2 separate regions of the Mus musculus genome follow, and region 2 is linked to region 1. A link is a contact called in public Hi-C data. All regions are on one chromosome and are shown on one strand. Each heading gives the region's core, a stretch centred on a gene start, on an enhancer-like site or on the middle of the called end of the contact. The rest is flanking DNA. Distances are from core to core; before and after follow the strand shown.

Region 1 (6,596 bases), core at 2,985-5,484:
TCCTAGAAATTGAATCCGTACAGAGTCTTGGCCATGACCCCGCCCAACAAATGTGTCCCCTATGCCCATAGATATTATAATGTCATAAATAGTAGTAGAACCCCTAAGAGTATTTTTAATTTTCAGTGAATGTGTCCCTTTTACAGATGGGGAAACTGATCCACAGATGAGGAAAATAACTTGCCGGACATATTTGGGCAAATTCTGGGAAAGCCAATATAGCCATTTGATTCTGCAGACTCCAGATCCTGGTCTAAGAGCCTACCCCACCTACCTCTTGTCAGAGCATTGTTCCCGAGGATAAGCAGAGGGACATCTCTCCGCTGGCTCTGTGCCTCCCCAGTTAGGACTGACCCCTCTCCCAACTCCATTCCCACCTAGCTGGGCGAGCTTGCGAGGCAGAGCTAGCCTGTCCTGAGCTGCAAGATGTATTAATCAATTTGATGAGGATGTTAAAGCTTTCTCTTTGCAACTAATTATGGCCTGATTTATAGGCCTGGCCTTGGTTTGATAGAGCTCTCCTGGTGACAGGGATGGATGCGGTACTGGCATGGACCCCTTCATCTCTTCCATTTCTCTCCTTTCCTCCCTCCTCCTCCCTCCCTCCCTCCCTCCCTTGCACATCTCCTGCCTCCTGCCTCTGCTCTCAGTTCCCACAGGAACACCCTAATGACACAATGACAAGCCGGTGAAGCATAGCTCCCTCTCAGTTGCGTCTGCCTTTGACACTACCATCCCTCCTGTGTCCTCTGACGTGGGCAGGTGGGTGCTGTGCCTGCCAGTGATGCTGCTCTGTGCCAGCCTTCCTTCTGGAAACAAAGAATAATGTAAATAACTTGAGTTGACCCAGCATCTTCCTTCGTGAACACTTAGCAAGGTATTGAGATGAGCGAGTTGAACTGAGAATGAATAGAGGGCTTCAGGTAAGGGTCTCTTCTATTATTTGCAGATGGGGAAACTAAGGCAGGGAGAGAATTTGTCACACAGAGAACAATGAAAGGAAGGACAAGGTGAGGGGAGTGAGGTCCTGGAACTGGCTCCAGCATCCTCCTGTGGCCAAAGTCATCTTGCCACTGTCTGAGGGACACCTTCTTCCAGGTGTGTTTCCTTGCACCTGAGTGACTTCCTAGGAGATTTCCCAACATACACTGGTTTCCTAAGGCATCTGGTTTTCACCAAAGTTTAGGTCTCATAGAAGACATAAGGAACAAATCCAAATTCTTACACTTGTACCCTTCCTTGAAGGGCATTGTAAAGTCACTCCACAGCCAGGTGTGTGTGTCATTCAGACACTTAGGAGGTGGAGGCAGGAGAATGAGGTCTTCCTTGCTACATAGTAAATTTGGGGCCAGATTCATAGGACGCTGTTTTTTAACAGCAATAGCAAAACAAGACAACAACAAAATCCTTACCCCACAGGCTCAGCAGGAAGCTCTTGGTACTTAAGAGTAAGTGCTCATTGAGCTGCACAGTGGTCTGGCTGCCTCCTGATCCCACAGTTCCCACTCAGGCCTGGAAGCCATTGTGGAGTATTTCTGCAGGGCATTCGTCTCAGGAGAACATTAGCCTAAACCTAAGGAAAGTACCAACATTAAACCTAGTCCGAACCCCAGTCTAAAGATGGCTTCCCAGTCCTAACTCTGACCCCGGTCTGAACATGAACTTAATTCGAAATCCAAACACGGCTGAATCCCAGACCCTATTCCACCCTGAACGTAAATTCTAACATTAACCTAAATTCATATTTCAATCCAGCAGTTTTCAGCCTCCCTCAGAAAATACTGGACAAAGCATAGAGATGTTTCTGGCTCCTACAGGCAAGGACTCCTTCATATCCCCCACTGAGTGCCGATAGCCAAGGACTCTCCACCTTTTCTTCCAGGTTGAAGGCACCAGGAGCATGTGCAGTTGCTAAGAGGAAACAGAGTAACAAACGTGGAATAAGCAGGGTTGAGCCACATGCCGAGTGCTCAGTAGCAAGGTCTTTGAAGATTTATTTATTTATTATTTTATGTGTCTGGGCGTTTGCCTATGTGCGTGTGTGTGTGTGTGTGTGTGTGTGTGTGCGCGCCCGCGCGCGCGCGCAAATCAAGTTCATGCCTGATACCACAGAGGCCAGAAGAGGGCACTTGATCCCTGGAACTGGAGTTACAGATGGCTATGAGCCATCATGTGGGTGCTGGGAACCAAACCCATGTTCCCTGGAAGAGCAGCCAATGCTCTTAACCTCTGAGCAGTCCCTCCAACCCCAGAAAATGCTTAAAACTCCAAGCTGTGAATGGTGTGGGAGTGGAAGGTGGAGGATGATGGGTAAAAACAGGTATGGAGATAAAACTGAAAGATTAAATCTTGGAGGATGAAGCTGGGGAGTGGTCGCACACGCCTTTAATCCCAGCATTCAGAAGTCAGAAGCAGGTGGGTCTCCGAGTTCGAGACCAGCATGGTCTACAAAGAGGATTTCAGGACAGTTTTTCCTGTTTGGAAAAACCAAGAATAAAAACAAAACAAGCAAACAAAGACTTGGAGGATGAGGAGCTGAAAATGGGTGAGTTGAGAAAGGGTCTAGCCTCCTCCATCTTTCCTTACATTTCACCTTCTATCTTGGGACACTATTTGGATGGAAACTAGAGTCTTATATATACAACCTCCTGAGCTTTTACAGAGGCTTTGGCACTGAAGGGTCTGGAGGTGTGACTCAGTCGTTAAAGATCACCTACCATGCCCAGGGCTCAGTTCAACCTTTAACACTAGAAAAAAAGGGGGGTGGAGGCAGGGAGAGAAGAGGAAGGAAAGGGGGGGTGAATGGAGGGAGAGGGAAAGGAAGGTAAAGAAAAGCAAGGCAGTGTGGACGGTGAGCAAAAGGGATGACCGGTAGCCCAGTCTATAAAGGAATGCATGGTAAGGGCTGCTTAGGAAGTCAGAGAGTCAGCAATCATCGAGTCCGAGGATGTTACACAAAATGAACCCGGTGGTCAAATACGGAGCCCTAGGCAAAGGTCGGGAAGAGTTATAGGGTTGGCTTATAGGGAAGAGCACTTGTTGTTCTTTCAGAGAAGTACAATTTGGTTCCCAACACCCACCTTGAGTGGTTCACGGCTGCCTTGAACGCCACCTCCAGAGAGTCCAACCTCCTCTTCTGGCTTCCGTGGATATCCACACAGAATACATAGACACACAGACACATAAATCAAACAAACTAAGTCTTTGGAGAAGCGGTTCAATAGTGGCACAGGAGAACATGTGTGGCTGTTGCCTAAAATCCTGGTTTGGTTCCCAGCACTCACATTGTGGCTAACAATCAACCATAACTCTAGTTCCAGGAGATCCAAAGACTTGCATCTGCAGGCAGCAAGCATATATGTGATACGCATACACACATGCAGGCAAAACACTCATCCGCATATAGAAATAAAAATAAGACTTGAATTTCACTTCTGATGCAGACTTTACGAAGTTAAAGTTCTTGACTTTTACAGCCAGAAGTTGGGATGGCTGGGCCAGGTCTCAATATCCCCCTCACCTTTGACACTCCAGAGTTACTGTTTTCTGCTACCAAAACCCTGTTTTATGTATCTTTTTCTAATTCTTTACTCCTTCTATATATCTGAAGCATCCTGGATCTTCCCCTGGGCTCTTCCTCTTCCTTGCCTTGAGCTTATTCTCTGGCACAGAGGAACCCCTGTTTTCTCCTATTAGACACATACGCCCCTGGAAAATGCAAGCAGTCTCTGACTCCCAACTCTTGGTGCCCCTGGTTCAATGCTTTTCTGGCTGGCAAGGCTCTCTGAGTCCCCCAGGCAGAGATGCCTATATTGTCCTGTGACATTCCCTTATGTTCCCTTAGGTGGCCCTTGCCCTACCCTGTCCTGTCCTGTCCCAGATTCCAGAGCTGCCTTGCCTGGAGTGGAGGGAGCTGGGAGTCTCCCACGGCTGTGCATCAGCCCCAGTCAACTGAACCCCAAGCCCCAGCTGCTTCAAGGGTGATGTCAGTGTTGAGGATCCCAGTTGTGCAGAGTCCACAAAAAGCTCCTTCACAGTAAAATATTCCCTCAGTCGCAAAACAGCAGTTTTGCATAATCTCCAAAACAAAAATTTAACAACCCAAGAATAAATATTAGTGAAGAGACGGGGCTTTCTCAAAGACAAAAGGCGGGGTGGAGGAAATGATCTGAGACAGACTGGCATCTTCCATCTCCTGAAACACATCACCCCAGCTCTCCCTGCCAAGTCCCCACCCACTCCACTCAAGCCGAGCTGCGTCCTGCCTCTCCCTCACAAGGAAACACGTGGCACCAAAGGGGTGATCATCTGCCCAGACTTTCTTCAAGAGGGAAAATGCCAAAACCACAAACAGCTGCCCCGGGAGCCTTCCGGCCAGATTCCAGACTCCAGCTCAAACCAGGAATCCCGATGACCTCATTCAGATCCAGGCTGTAACTCATTTCTCGAAGGCCAGCCAAGTGGCTAGCATTTCTACTGACCAACTGTGCAGAGTCCCTGAAAAGAGAGGAGACTGCCTGAGTGGTGGGTTCACGCCTGAGCCACCCATGAAGAGTGGGAGGGAGCAAGACTTGCATCAGAAGCTGGGGGCAGACAGCCTCTCCCTCCCCCAAAACCCACTGTGCCCCTTTAACTAGCTTCTCTGCTCACTAAAATGAAAGACATTCTTCAATTAAAGACTTGTTACCTTCCATTTTGGTCCAAGTGGAAAAGCAAATGAATGCCTGTGTGTGTCAGTTTTACTAAACCGCGTGGGAAAGCTAGAGGGCCAAAAGAAGGCAGAGGAACTAAGACGCTATCGGGTGCACAATTCTGCAGAGTCAGCACAGAAGAAGAAGTCTTAGAAGCCATGTAGAACAAACCTGTTGGCGTTTGCAGATGAGGAAAGCATAGCCCAGAGGAGGGAGAGTATCTTTCACCAAGTTAACAGCAGAAACTGAGACTTTGATCTTCTGACTGGCTCCTGGGCCAGCTACAGAAAAGGAAAGTTCAAGCCCTGGACTACAAGCTTTGCCTGGCTGGCAAATTTACCAAGGATCTTCCTGACTTCAAAACATCTGCGGGAGCTGTGGCAGAGTGGCCGGAATGGGCAGAACGGGCAGTGGGGGAGAGAAGACAGCATGGAGAGACTTCATCCACTTGAGGCGGAGTAAACAATTATGTTTTGGATTAGTGGAGCTGGAGTGGTAAAAAGCCCTTATTGCTCCTGCAAAGGACCTGAGTTCAGTTCCCAGGACCTATGTGCTAACTCATAATCACTTGCAGCTCCAGTCTCCGGAGATCATCTGATATCTTCTTCTGGCCTCCATGTGCTCCTATGCACACATGGAGTATATGCACCCACTCAAGTGCACGCGCAGACACATAAAAAAAGTGAGCTCTAGTTTAGTACAATCTAAGTAACATAAAACTCACTCTCTTAACCACTTAAACTCTTACTACATGTATTTATTTATTATGGAGGGGACACGTGTGCCACCGCACACATGCGGACATCAGAAGGCAGCTTGCTCTCTTCCAGCGCTGTGTGGATCCTGGAACTCTAACTCTGGTCGTCCAGTGTGGCAGCAGGTGCCTCGACCCCCTGAGCCATTTTTCCCATCCCCTCGCCATCTTGAAGGATGCATTAATGTTATTTGAAACTAAGTAGCCATTAAACAACACCTCCCATAGCTCACCTCATGCTGCCGCCTGGAAACCAGTGTTGTATTTTGTGTCTCAAGGAATTTTACTACCCATATTAGTGGATCCACCTGGTACTCATCTTTTCATAAATAGTTCACTTCATTTAATAGACTGTCCTTGAGTTTGATTCATGTTGCAACATGTCTCAAAATTTCCTCCTCTGGAGACTTGAGAGATGATGGCTCAGTGGTTAAGAACACTGACTGTCCTTCCAAAGGACCAACGTTTCATTCTCGGCACCCATGCTGTGGCTCACAACTCCTGTTCCAGGTGATCCAGCGCCCTCTTCTGGCATCTGTGGGGACTACACCCAAGTGGTAAACAGATATGCAGGCAAAACATCCATATGCATAAATCTTTAAATTAATTTAAAATGCACACTGAATGTCTAAACATTGGTTTAATGTAGTATTTACCTGTTTGCCTATTTTGTTTGTTTGTTTGTTTGTTTTGAGACAGGGTTTCTCCGTGTAGCCCCAGCTATCCTGCAACTTGCTTTGTAGACCAGACTGGACTCAAGCTCAGAGATCTGCCTCCTGAATGCTGCAATTAAAGGTGTGCACCACCAAGCCTAGTGTTTATTTTGAGATAGGGCCTTGTGTAGCCCAGGTTGGTCTCGGGTTCATTGTGTAGCTGAGGATGGCCTTAAACCCAGATGCTGAGATTACAGGGCACGCCCCCTACCTAACGTATCATTTCTGTATGACTCTCTTTGCACCTAAAGTCCTCGGTATAGGGGTTAAGGCCTGTCTCTTGTATTTGCTAAGATCTCTCCTAACGTTTGGGAAATTTCAAGGCAAGAGCAAGCCCATGTGCCCTCATTTTCTATGAGCCCTCAAAACATTATTAAGGTCCTTTTTTGATGACAGCTTTTAGATCGCAGTTTCTCAAAGATGGCATTACTAATGTTC
Region 2 (6,596 bases), core at 2,161-4,660, 79 kb before region 1:
CCCTAACTCTTCCCCCTTTTTATTCTTCATAGAATACATTTTTCTGTTTAAGGAGCTCAGAGCTGGGGAAAAACCCAAAGTGCATTTTCCTGAACTTTAACCTAAAATCTTAAAGACATAAAATTAAAAGATTGTAAGTACATTTTACTACAGAGTTTTATTCAGAGCTGCAAAGGACTCTGCTCATTGTTACCTATAAAAATATTGTCTAAGAAAACATTTTCTGTCTTTCCAATAGAACGTTTAAAAAGAAAGTCCTGGATCTTGGTGAGAGTGTGGTTCAGTTGGTAGATTGCTCGTGCAGGAAATCCTGGGTTTGATTCCTAGCACTGCATAAAGCCAGGTATTGTGGCTTACGCCTGTAAGCCTAGCACTTGGGAGGTAGATGCAGAAGGATCAGAAGTTCAAGGTCATCTTCAAGTATATAGCAACTTTAGGGCCAGCCTGGGCTACATATGACCCCCATCTCTAAATAATAGTAATAATAATAATAATAATAATAATAATAATAATAATAACAACAACAATAGCAGCAGCATGGACCTGCTCAGTAGCATGTGTACTAAAACTGGAATACTATTAGCATGGTCCTTATGACCATAAATGGCATGCAAGTTTGTGAAAGGTTCCAACCTTAAGATGGATAGATAGATGATAGATAGATAGATAGATAGATAGATGAATACATAGATGGACAGAGACAAATAGCATTTTCTTTAAAAAGGAAGGAAGGAAAGAAGAAAAAGAGAAAGATAGAGAGCAAGCAAGCCAGCCTGGCCAGGTGGTGGTGGCAAACACCTTAAATCCCAACACTTAGAAGGCAGAAGCAGGCAGATCTCTGAGTTTGAGGACAGCTTGGTCTACAAAGTGAGCTCCAGGACAGCCAGGGCCACACAGAGAAATCCTGTCTTAAAAAACAAAACAAAATAAGTCTGATTATTTGAGATTGATCTCTGGGAGCCACATGGTAGGAGAGAATCTATTCCAGACGGTCCTCTGACCTCCACATGCACACTCATGGTACAACGTGACACTTCCATGCACACACACACACACACATGCACATAGGCACACACATGTGCACACACACAAATAAATGAGGTAATAAAAAAGAAACAAATTTCTCCATCTAAACTGTTTAAATCTTGTTACTTAGCATGAAAAATATGAAAATATTATTACATCTCTGAATTACTCGTATAAAATATTTATTTTATGAGATGCCCAAAGGGGAAATCTGCTTACTGATGCCATCACAGCAGCCCCATGTAAAAGAAAAGAAATGGGGTAATTTAATCTCAGAACCAGCCTCAAATACCTCCCACAAATGAAGGAATAAATAAGATAAACATTAGTATAAAATTAAAATGAGATCGATGCTCATCAAGGTTGCTCTGAAAGGACAGACGCTCTCCATACAAGAATGCAGGCCATCAGAGAACCCTCCAGCTTAAGCCAAGAAGCCAGTGAGAGGCCGGTGCTGGATCCGTCTCCCTTGGAGCATTTCAGACTGTGAGAACAGCAAGCCCTCAGCCCACAGAAGCAGAGTCCCCCGAAATCTTGCACTGCTGTGAAATCTCTGTACACACTCACTGAATGGCGTACAGCTATCACACACACTTGACACACGGCTAACCAATCAGTTGAGAGAGAGCCCGATATTTCTGTAGGTTTTTGTTTTGTGTGTTCTGCGGTGTTGGTGACAGAATCCAGGGCCTCATGAGAGCTAGGCCAGTACCCCATCACTAAGCTACAACCCCAGCCTCCTTCAGTCTTCCTTACTTTCTTTCAGTTGGTTTTAGAATTAGTGATTTACATATATATTTACTTTGTGTGAGTGTTTGTCATGTGCCACATACAGGCCTTGGGACAACATTTGAGAATCAGCCCTCTCCTTCCACTATGTGGGTTCCCAGGGACTGAACTGAGGTTGCCAGCTTGGGGCAAAACCCTTTATCCACTGAGCCAGCTCCCCAGGTTGCTTCTCCCTCCCTCCCTCCCCCTTCTTCCCCCTCCCTCCCCCTCCCTCCCTCCCTCTCCCTCCCTCCTTCCCTCCTTCCCTTCTTAATAAAAGGGTGGGAATGAAAACAGAAGAGCTTCTCTTTTGTATCTAGAGGTGGGTGTGTTTGCGTTGGTTGGGGTTTTTTCCCATTGTTTTTGTTTATGCTTTTGTTTTTGTTTCTGTTTTTCTGAGAGGGAGAGGGAGGGAAGGAAGGAGGGAGGGAGAGTTTGAGCCTTTTAGAGTTAGTTAAACAGACCATCTGGTGCTCATTTTTTTCTTCATTGGCATTCAAACTCTGTGCTAAATAGCAGAATTCCAGGCTAAAGAAAGGACTCAGTGGTTAAGAGCACTGGCTGCTCTTCCAGAGGATCCAGGTTCAATTCCCAGCACCCACGTGACAGCTCACAACCCTCTGTAACTCCAGTTCCAGGAGATCTGATGCTGTCTTCTGACCTCTGTGCACAGTGATACATAGATATGCACACAGGTAAAACACAGACACAGACACAGACACACACACACACACATACACACACACACACACACACACGAACACACACACACCCCAGGATTAAAGGAAAGAAAGATGAAAGCAAATCTTTAAACTTGTGAATACATAATTGCCCAAATAACACATTAAACATTAGTTTTCTTGATTATAAACAAAAGCCCTTCATTTAAATGTGTTTTGTTTGGGGAGTTTATAAGCTCAGCAACAAGTACTTAAGCATATTAGAACTATGCAATTAATGGTAATGACATTTGCAGCATACTACTTAAAAAAAAAACCTGTGCTCACTCTCAAGAGTTGTACCAGACTAACGTGTGTTTCTTTTTATGACACCAAGATGTCAGAATCATAGATATTGTCAGATTAAATCTGGTTTTCAACCTAAAATTCATGTTAAGAAAAAAAACACTAAAATTCCTGAAGAAAATCAAAATTCTTTATATAAGATTGTTGAGAATACTGTGTCCTGTTTCATGCAGACTTAAGGACCAGCCACCCACAATGAAACCTGCTAACAGATATGTTTGCTGTCTGTATTTTAAATGTCCTGGGTTTTGCAGAGTTTAGGCCATAAACCTGTTACACAAAGTTATTCCTTTATTGTTTCTTCCATTTAAGCATCTTATAAATCTGCTTGTCTCCTGTTGGAACTCCTTTGGTATTATTAAGTTTCACAGAAGGAAATAATACACCGTGTTTGTGTCCATTGGCTCTGGCTTTCACTTCCAACAGTGAGCGTGTAAGTGAGGAGCCCCAAAAAGGGGCCATCAAGAGAGGATTTATCTCTATCCCAATGATAAAAATCTTCTGTTTTTTATCCCTGCCTTCACTCTCAGTGTATGATTGCTGGCAGATGGTCTCCGCTGGATCAAACACAGAAGAAATGCCCCCACTGTTTCTCCAAATGCGTAGGTACGTCATCAAGTTTCTGAACATGGTTCATATCTGTTTCATCCCCGGGTCTCACATCTGGAGCTAATCCTGCAGTGACCACCACCATAAGGAAGAGTCTTGGCCGTCTTTTGTCCAAAGCATACTGCTGGGGCTCAGTGAGAACCTGGACTCGGAATGTGAAGCTGTCCGTCTTGAGGAGAGGAGGAGGTTTCACAAACAGCCACAAAAGGCACAGCTCGGGACATCAAACACCACAACAGAACTTCATTTCCCAGGAATCATAGAAACTGCCATCCATATTTCTTTTGTCCTATGTGAAGAATGTAATCCCTCCTTGGTACATTTTCAAGTACAATAATGCAGCTGTGGATACAGAAATCTTATTCCAGCATTGTTTGTAAGTCTGAGAAGGGAGCCTAGAGCTATAATATTGATGCTGTATATTTATGAGTATGGCAGGGACACAGAGAACCTAGAGTGATAATACTGATGGTGGCACACTGATGAGCAGGTCAGGGACACTGAAGAGTCAACACAACCATCACGTTCTGTGATCAGTCATCCTGGACAACAGGAAGGTGGCAAATGCTACATCCCACCAGCAGTGACAGAGTCAGACACGCCAATTCAAACAATTCCGCAACCATGGCATATACCACTGAGTCTGAGGCAGCCATGAAAGCCTAGGACCCAAGGCCCTAGGGTTTACCAAGGCTCAGGCAGGGCCATTTTTAATTCCCTTCACCCTTTTTGTTCCTCAGCAGTGCAATGTAAAGAAAGAATCAAGAGAACGTAAGCCATGAAACAAACCACAGAGTAGAAATATGAGTGAATGTGTGTGTGTGTGTGTGTGTGTGTGTGTGTGTGTGTGTGTGTACATATATATGGCACAGGCACACCCCAGTTTACCAAATCCAGAAATCATTATTGCTTTACTATGGCCAAAGGTGGAACATTTGAAATGGCCTCCAATAATTCTTCCATTGCTCCAGAATTCCTCATGTATAACGCACTCTCGGATTTGGTGATTTTTGAATTTTTCTTCACGTATTGCTTTTTTGGGGGGTAGATACAACGGTCATGCCACGTGAGTAAATGCTGCCACTTTGGCAAATTTTCAGTGTCTTGAAACCACTTGGTATCAACAGATAGAGGTGCCTAATACTGGCCAGACACAAATGGAACCATAGAGGTGGCATGGCTGAGGAAGATTCGGGAAAACAAGGATTCTGTTAGCAACACTGTGATTGAAGAGGTGGGTGGAAGGCGACCCCCAGATCTGGTTAGAAGAAAGCCTCCTTTCTCCATCTTCTTGTGTGGTATCTAACCTCCGGGTCCTCACTTCCTCAGCCATCGGATAATTATGAAACCCCGAATAAAGCATCATCTTTCTAGCAACAAATCGATGAACAGAAAGCCCTCATCAGTGATGCTCCCTAAAGTGCCCATCGGTTATTTTCAAATGTCCAACCCACAAACCACACAAATGTTCTTTGGAAGCCTTGTTTATTCCATGAAGAATGGGACTGTGTGTGTGTGTGTGTGTGTGTGTGTGTGTGTGTGTGTGTGTGTGTGTGTGTGCATGCGTGTGTGTGTGTGTGTGTGTGTGTGTGTGTGCATGCGTGTGTGTGTGTGTGTGTGTGTGTGTGTGTGTGTATGTGTTTCAAAAGAAGATTGAGGAGATCTGTGAGGGGCCAGGAGAGATGGCTTCTACACTTCCTTCCAGAAGACCCTGGTTTGGCTCCCAGCATTCACATAACAGCTCATGTCTGTCTATAACTCCAGTTCCAGGGGACCCAATGTCTTTTTCTGACTGCTATAAGCACCAGGCAAGTATGTGGTATACAAACATACATGCAGGCAAAATACACATATGCAGAAAATGTTTTTTTAAAAGGAAGTAATCTGCCCACTTAATGTTAGAACTTAGATCTTTCGTGATGCTGTGACATAAATATGAAAATATATGTGTATTTGTCTATACAGACCAACAAAATTGTATTTGCTTCCCATATCACATATTTTACAACAACAACTATATTCAGGGCTTCCCTCTTTCTCTGTAATAGAATTTTAAAATTCCACTTTTATACGATCCTTACGATAATACAAAAGCTAACTCGTGAAAATAAAGAAAAATCTATGGATCATTCATTAGCTGAGCCTCCAGGTGCATAACTAAGTCTAAACTTATCTATTAATGGGGTAGTGCTATTCAAGAGTTTGATTTCAACACTTCACAGCCTACCAAAAATTAGATATTCCCGAGAAAGAGAGAGAGAGAGAGAGAGAGAGAGAGAGAGAGAGAACCCATCTTCAGCATTCTGCTTGTTTCAATTATTCAGGGCAGCCCAGGCTGATAATTACACAGTCCCCAGTTGCTGAGCAAAAGTGATGTTTAATTAGCCAGCAGGAAAGGTCGATTAAGATCCAGCAGGGCACCTCGTGAGGGTCTCTCACATTCCTACAGGGAGTAGGCTCTGGCTGTGCCCTTCCAAAGGATAGAATTCACCGTGTCTAAGAAGTTTCTACCAGTTTTGGAAGTAGAAGCTAAGAACGATTGTCTATGCAGATTAGATCCAGCCCTAAGCCTGGAGATGCTCTCTAAGAGGGCTTTGATCAAGCCTTCTGAATCAGTACAGCATCCACCGGGGGAAGCAAAGGACAGATGATCACTCGATTGTGTCCAGACACTCCCACTCAGTTGCCACCTTTATAAACAGTCAGGTGGAAAATGGATTGTAAAGGAAATGTGGATTTCTTCTTCCCTTAAGGAAGTGTGTGTTCCCAGCAGCTATTAGCTGCTCAGATTCTAAAATGTGCAAATGAGGTCTAAGCTCCTTATTTAAAAAAACTGAGCACAATGTTCCTACCCAGTCTGGGGCTAATACATACTGGTACTGTCAAGGAGTCGACTAGCCAGGCCTGATTTTAACTTTTCTATTGAAGAAGGGACTATGAAAGCAAAGTCAGCGCCAACACCATGAAAGTGTCCCTTCTCCCCACGGGCTACCTGAACAAGCATAAATGCCTCAGTTTCACCATTATGGTTCTGCCTCTGTTAATCACAAACGTGTTCAATAAAGGTTAAAATCCAAAACCAATATTGGCCTGGTTATTTTAAGATAATTACTAAAACGTGTTCATGTCGGTACATCCCAGTATCCTTACCTACCTCCAAATCAATCC

Evidence for each region. A called contact is a pair of places that touch in the nucleus more often than the background predicts.
Region 2: a Hi-C map of nephron progenitors shows a contact between it and region 1, with 1.8 times the contacts expected there. The contact joins two enhancer-like sites. A contact is called at or near these places in 1 of 39 promoter capture datasets (embryonic stem cells), 8 of 484 Hi-C or Micro-C datasets (CD4 single positive thymocytes, DN3 thymocytes, the G1E-ER4 cell line and 4 more), 3 of 115 datasets of contacts at active chromatin or transcription factors (double positive thymocytes, embryonic hindbrain and embryonic stem cells) and 3 of 9 other capture datasets (adipose tissue, embryonic stem cells and pancreatic islet).

What each region holds. Positions count from the first base shown.
Region 1 is chr11:96,411,514-96,418,109 of GRCm38.p6, reverse strand. No RefSeq gene overlaps it. Among named protein-coding and RNA genes, the nearest start is that of Hoxb1, 49 kb to the right of the region's middle. Within about 2 kb of position 4,234, at least 81 of the 459 cell types and tissues checked have an H3K27ac peak or open chromatin away from gene starts, as enhancers often do. A contact at or near this core is called in nephron progenitors, where this site is marked.
Region 2 is chr11:96,490,050-96,496,645 of GRCm38.p6, reverse strand. All of the region lies in intron 2 of Skap1 (src family associated phosphoprotein 1), which reads right to left. It overlaps Gm38960 (a long non-coding RNA gene), which reads left to right. Exons shown (of 3, transcript XR_880182.3): 3 at 3,350-4,279. Among named protein-coding and RNA genes, the nearest start is that of Skap1, 29 kb to the right of the region's middle. Within about 2 kb of position 3,410, at least 4 of the 459 cell types and tissues checked have an H3K27ac peak or open chromatin away from gene starts, as enhancers often do. A contact at or near this core is called in nephron progenitors, where this site is marked.